Regions from separate parts of the Rattus norvegicus genome. Here region 1 is linked to region 2. A link is a contact called in public Hi-C data. All regions are on one chromosome and are shown on one strand. The core of a region is the stretch at or near the end of the contact, and the rest is flanking DNA. Distances in the headings are between cores, read along the strand shown.

Evidence for each region. A called contact is a pair of places that touch in the nucleus more often than the background predicts.
Region 1: a Hi-C map of frontal cortex shows a contact between it and region 2, with 2.5 times the contacts expected there. The contact joins the enhancer-like site here to the promoter of Wipi2 in region 2. A contact is called at or near these places in 6 of 12 Hi-C or Micro-C datasets (Schwann cells, frontal cortex, kidney and 3 more).

Annotation. Positions count from the first base shown.
Region 1 is chr12:17,209,654-17,212,480 of GRCr8, forward strand. Ap5z1 (adaptor related protein complex 5 subunit zeta 1) reads right to left here. Exons shown (of 17, transcript NM_001037220.5): 11 at 2,801-2,827; 12 at 2,348-2,488; 13 at 1,829-1,940; 14 at 1,060-1,157. Among named protein-coding and RNA genes, the nearest start is that of Ap5z1, 11 kb to the right of the region's middle. Within about 2 kb of position 1,343, at least 7 of the 93 cell types and tissues checked have an H3K27ac peak or open chromatin away from gene starts, as enhancers often do.
Region 2 is chr12:17,051,768-17,054,666 of GRCr8, forward strand. Wipi2 (WD repeat domain, phosphoinositide interacting 2) reads right to left here and starts at 1,539. Exons shown (of 12, transcript NM_001007615.1): 1 at 1,274-1,539. The coding sequence starts at 1,347.

The DNA of each region.
Region 1 (2,827 bases), core at 93-2,592, 160 kb after region 2:
ATCCCCCAGTGAGGGGGCTGGGGGCGTGGCTCAGTGGTAGAGCCCCTGCCTAGAATCCCCCAGTGAAGGGCCGGGGGCGTGGCTCAGTGGTAGAGCCCCTGCCTAGAATCCCCCAGTGAGGGGCTGGGGGCGTGACTCAGTGGTAGAGCCCCTGCCTAGAATCCCCCAGTGAGGGGGCTGGGGGCATGACTCAGTGGTAGAGCCCCTGCCTAGAATCCCCCAGTGAAGGGCTGGGGGCGTGGCTCAGTGGTAGAGCCCCTGCCTAGAATCCCCCAGTGAAGGGCTGGGGGCGTGACTCAGTGGTAGAGCCCCTGCCTAGAATCCCCCAGTGAGGGGGCTGGGGCGTGGCTCAGTGGTAGAGCCCCTGCCTAGAATCCCCCAGTGAGGGACTGGGGTGTGGCTCAGTGGTAGAGCCCCTGCCTAGAATCCCCCAGTGAGGGGCTGGGGTGTGGCTCAGTGGTAGAGCCCCTGCCTAGAATCCCCCAGTGAGGGACTGGGGTGTGGCTCAGTGGTAGAGCCCCTGCCTAGAATCCCCCAGTGAGGGGCTGGGGTGTGGCTCAGTGGTAGAGCCCCTGCCTAGAATCCCCCAGTGAGGGGGCTGGGGCGTGGCTCAGTGGTAGGAGCACTTGCCTAACATTCAGGTGGCCTTATCCTTAATCCCCAGCACGGGTATATATGTGTGTGAATAACCCCCCTAAAGCAGTGGTTCTTAACCTGTGGGTCACGTATCAGGTATCCTGTATGTCAGATATGTCACCATTCACAACAGTAGCAAAACTATAGTCATGAAGTAGCAATGAAATAATGTCATGGTTGGGGTCACGACTGAGACCCACCTCAGTGGACAGGACCATGTACAACAGAGACACGAGCCAATCTGAAAGGACACATCTTGGAGGAGGGAAGCCTCAAGAATGTTCTTAATGGAGGATGAAATGCAGGCTGGTGGAGGAACTGGCAGTCAGCAGTGAGCCCCCAGCCTGTGAGCAGGACGGGAAACACAGAGAGCTGGTCTGTGTGTGCCATGGGCACTGTGACCCTGCCAGGCTGTGAGCCTACCTGTGCACACGGGCCTCATACTGAGGGACTGGGTAGAGGGAGTCACTTCTCTCCAGGAGCAGCAGTGCCAGCTGGTTGATGAGGGGCCCGTCGGCAGTCTGCGATCAAGAACAGGAACTGGCTCAGTCTTGAGAAGCACGATGGGGTGGAGCTCCTCACTCCCTGGCTGCCTTCCCCAGCACCCGGGGCTGGGAGAGGACGCAGAGGCCCCGGCCTGGCTCCTGCCCTGCAGCTGCCTTTTAGAACCCCTGTTTTAGAACCTGTTGCAGGCTGTGGGGGCGCACACCTTTAACCCCAGCACTTGGGAGACGGACAGAGGGAGGCAGGTCTGAGTTTATGAGGCCAGTCTGATTCATGTGGTGAACTCCAGACTAGCAGGGTTATACAGAGAGGTGGTGTCTCAAAAACAAACAAACAAAAGTAAATTTAAAAAGCCTGTTCCCTGAGGCCAAGGCTCCGCCTTGTCTTGCTGAGTGACCCCAAATTGCCCATTCTGTTGCTAGACTACCTCAAGGGGTTCTGTGGGCTTCTAGTCATCTGACCTGTGGACATGCAGCCAGGAGGGAACCATTGGGCTGTGGTGGGGTGCTGGGACACACGCTGTCCTGGCTCTAGCTTATGCTGCCAGCCTCAAGTGCCCGCCCTGTCCTAAGGCTGACTGTGAACAGCCCTTTCCATGGAGAGTGCAGCAGGACAAACCTCCTGTGGGGTCCAGTCCCTCTTGACTATGTGACGTCTATGGAGGAGGGCACCTGGGTGGTGGGCTCACCTGGGTCACAGCTGAGAAGAAAGCCTGGAGCAAGACAGGAATTGCCTCCACACACTGGGCTACCCGGGCACAGCTGGCCATGGGCTTCAGCACCTGATGAAGTGGCGTCAGTCTGGGGACAAATGGGCCTACTGAGTGCTGGCCCACCCTCAGTTCCTTCCTGGAGGGATACTGTGGCTGGCTGCAGGAGGTCATGGTTCACTCACTCCTTGGGATTACATGCTCCTTGGGACTTGAGGAGACCAGAGATGTCAGGGGCTCCCAGGACAGCAGAGCCAGGGAAAGGCCAGCAAGGGCTGAATGAGAGGCCTGCCGAGGTCCTCCCACCCCCCAGAATATCCTAGGTATTAGTTTTCCCACTTGGATAGTGGACTGCTCACAGCTCTAAATGAGGGCTGGATCAATGAGTAGAGCCCTGAAGCCCCTCCCGCCCCCAATGCCCAGGGCAGTAGTGATGGGGACCATGGCTATCTCCTCGGGCTGAGAAGATACAGCCCAGTCTCTGGCATAGAACCCCACCTCTCGGTGGAGCCGCTGGCCTTGGTGCGAAGCAGGTGCCGGAAGAGTCCTTGGAACTGTGGGTCCTGGAAGGCCTCCAGGCAGCTAGGGACCCTGAGGGAGACATCCCAAAGCGGCCTTTCCGACGGGGTCTGTGTGGACCTAAGAGGACAGAAGCTAGGCTGGAACGAAACTCTTAGCACAAGTCGCCCATAGCCCTATTTGACTTGATGTCGGGGGCACTGGCTTTCGGGGATGGGGAACGACTCCGTACAGAACATGGGAGTCTCCCTTTGATGGACATGGCTGTGCTGAGGAGGCCAGGGACTCAGGGGCTATTCCAGATGGCAAATGGCCCAGAGATGTACTTCTGTGGGCTAAAGCCAGGGCTGGGGGATCGGGAGAACTAAGGAGCAGCACTAGTGCCCAGGTGCGTGGGAGGGGACAGGGCTGAGCAGGCCAGAGTGGGCTCACCTGAGCTGTAGGTCCAGGGCAGCAGTC
Region 2 (2,899 bases), core at 289-2,788:
GAACCCCAGAGCTTGATGACCTTACTCACTTACTAGCCAGGGATCTACCTGGGGAGTGCTGGGATTATAGACAGCTGCCTAGCTTTTATGTGGGTGCTGGGATCCCAACTCTGGGCCTCAAGGTTGTGTGACAGGGGCTTTATCCATTGAACCCTCCCTCCAGTGCCCGGGTCCACTATTACTTCTAGACTCACTGTCTTAAGAATTCTGTTCTGAAGTAGAAAAGACTCAGTGTGGTACAATAGAAAGAAGACCAGAAGAGAGCTCAGGAAAGAGCTCAGGAGATGAGAATCTACCCCTGCCCCATTCCACTATTAACCAACTTTAAGATCCTGGCTGACTCTTTCTGAACTTCGCCGTCTCATTCGTGCCTGGACCAAGTAAGCCAATCTCAGGACAGCTCCCCCCTGAGAAGCTGAGAAGGTCCAACTGAGCACCTGTTGCTTACCCCCACACAGGTACTTGCCATTCTCCAATCTAACTTTTTAATTGAGGAAAAACAAAAGCCTCAGTCTTTGCCTTGCTAATGCTATTGTGCCAGTAGCGACCAACTACTTAGTGTGATGCCAAGTGACCCATTCCTCCTCCTCTTACATCACTTCCTCTTACTCACTTCCCAAGATGGCTCTTCTCCCTTCCAGTCCCATAACTCATCCTTCCTTCCTTAGAAACCTCATCTATTACCTACCTTCCAGGTATGCCAATGAGGCAGCCTTGAAGAACCAGATCGGGACCTATAGCAGTTCAGTCTGGCCAAACAGTAGACCGGTATTAAGGTTCTGTTTTAATCGCAGGAATAGCCCACCTCACCCCCTTCTGAAGCACCCAGACCCCTTGAGGACAAAGTCTCTCTTAGATTGAAGGCCTGGGTTACTACTGCCGTTTGGTCCTTGTTTGGAGGAGACCAAGTTACTTGCCAGAAAACGGCAGAGAAGAAATAAGAAAACAGAAGAAGAAAAGCCATGAAAAGCGATACAAACACTGAAGATACAGATGTATAGAAAGAGGGAGGCGGGCGATGCCCAGGACGGCCGCGAAACCCAGTCCGGGTGACAGGCACAAACCGGTGTGCTCAATTCCTTCCCAACTTTGCGAAAGGCAAGGTCTTAGGACAGGTGGATGGGAGCATACCCCGAGTTCCATCACCTCCCCCGGCCCAGGAGGCAGCAGCGCTCGAGCGGCCGCGAGGGCTCAGCACGCCCCCCGCCCATACCCCTCGACCTGACCCAGGCCCTGACCTCTGACCCGACCCCGTGCCCGAGCCCGGCCTTACGTGTTATCCTGGTTGAAGTTGGCGAACAGCAGCTGGCCGGCGCCGGCCTCTCCGCTCTGGCTTGCCAGGTTCATGGCTGCGCGCGCGCGACGGACTCGGACCCCCTTGGCGGGAGCGCGCGCGGCTCAAGTCGGGCGGCCCGCGGGAGCACGCTACACTCAGGATCTGTACCCGGTCCGGGTCGCCGCCCCGCTCGCCCCCTCTCGCTGCGCGGGGACCAACTGCCGCCTCATACCGTCCCCACTCTTGTTTATGCTCCAGAGCCGGGACGGGCTGCGCGCTTGCGCGGTCCCGCCCACCCTCGCGACGCACGGCGGCCTACGGCGCAGGCCCGCTGTGTAGGCCCCGCCTCTTCACCTCGGGCTCCCGCGGGTGTTTCCGGTCGACTGCGCATGCATAAAAGGTGCGCTGGAAGGTGCGCCTGCGCGTGGCGGAGAGTGGGCGGGAGCTTTCTGGCTGCGAACGACAAGTTACCTCGTTGGTCCTGGTTCGTCGGTCATTGTTCTAGGGACTTGTGCGCACCGCATTGCTTGAAGAGAATATCACACGTCCGTTTTGCCGATTTGAAAAGCGAGGTTCAGAACTGTAAACAATTTCCCAAATGGTGGATCTGAGACTGGAAGTGACTTCTCCAAGGCGCGTGCGGTCACGGTCCTTGGGACAGGATTCTACTTTAAATGTATTAATCCGTGCAACAGTATATGGGAAGCACCTTTCTCTCCTTCCCGCCCTCCTTCCATTCATTCCTTTCTCCTCTTCCCCCCAAGGGAATGAAAATGCCTTGATGGCAAAGGTCTTGGAGATGAGCGAAACTTGTTCTGTCTGTTACATGTTAGAACTGAGCCTGTAGGCAAGAGGCTGGCTGATGGTTCTCAAGAGCAGTGTGCTGTCCTTGAGGAAAGTCAAGGTGGGCGTGAAGTCGAACTTTGTTAGTACAGCCAAAGGGGCAAAGACAATTGTTGAGGAGAAGATGGCACACACTTTCCCACTCTTCCTGTTTCGTGTTTTTTGTTATTCCCCCGCCCCCGGAGCTAGGGCCTTGCGCTCGCTAGGCAAGCGCTCTACCGCTGAGCTAAATCCCCAACCCCTTGTTATTTTTTTGATATAGGGTCTCATCTATCTGAGACTAGCTTTGGACGCTGTTGACTTTGAATTCCTGGTCTTCCCGCCTTTACCTCTTAAAAGATTACAGACATGCACCACCGTGCTTGCTAAAAGTAGCCTTTAAAATGTTTTGGCCTTTGGGGACCTTTACTGGTCTGCAACTTACCGATCTTAACCTTCAACTCACAGCAATCTACTGCCCTCTCCTCTGCCCTCCAACCTCTGCTGCTGGAATTAAATGTGCTACGATTCCCAGCTTTTCTTTTTGAAAATGAATTTTTTTGAGAATTTCATGCAACGCGTTTTGATCATATTCAACCTCACCACCCAGATCCACTCTTCTTCCCTACCACCCAAATTTGTGTCTTTTTTTTTTTTTTTTTTTTTTGTCTTTCTTTTTTAGACCCATCGATTCCATTTTGTGTTGCCTATAGCCTTGTACTGGAGTGTTGTCAGCCTATCAGGGACCATTCCTTTGAAGAACACTGATTCCCATTCTCAACAGCTACCAATTAACAATAG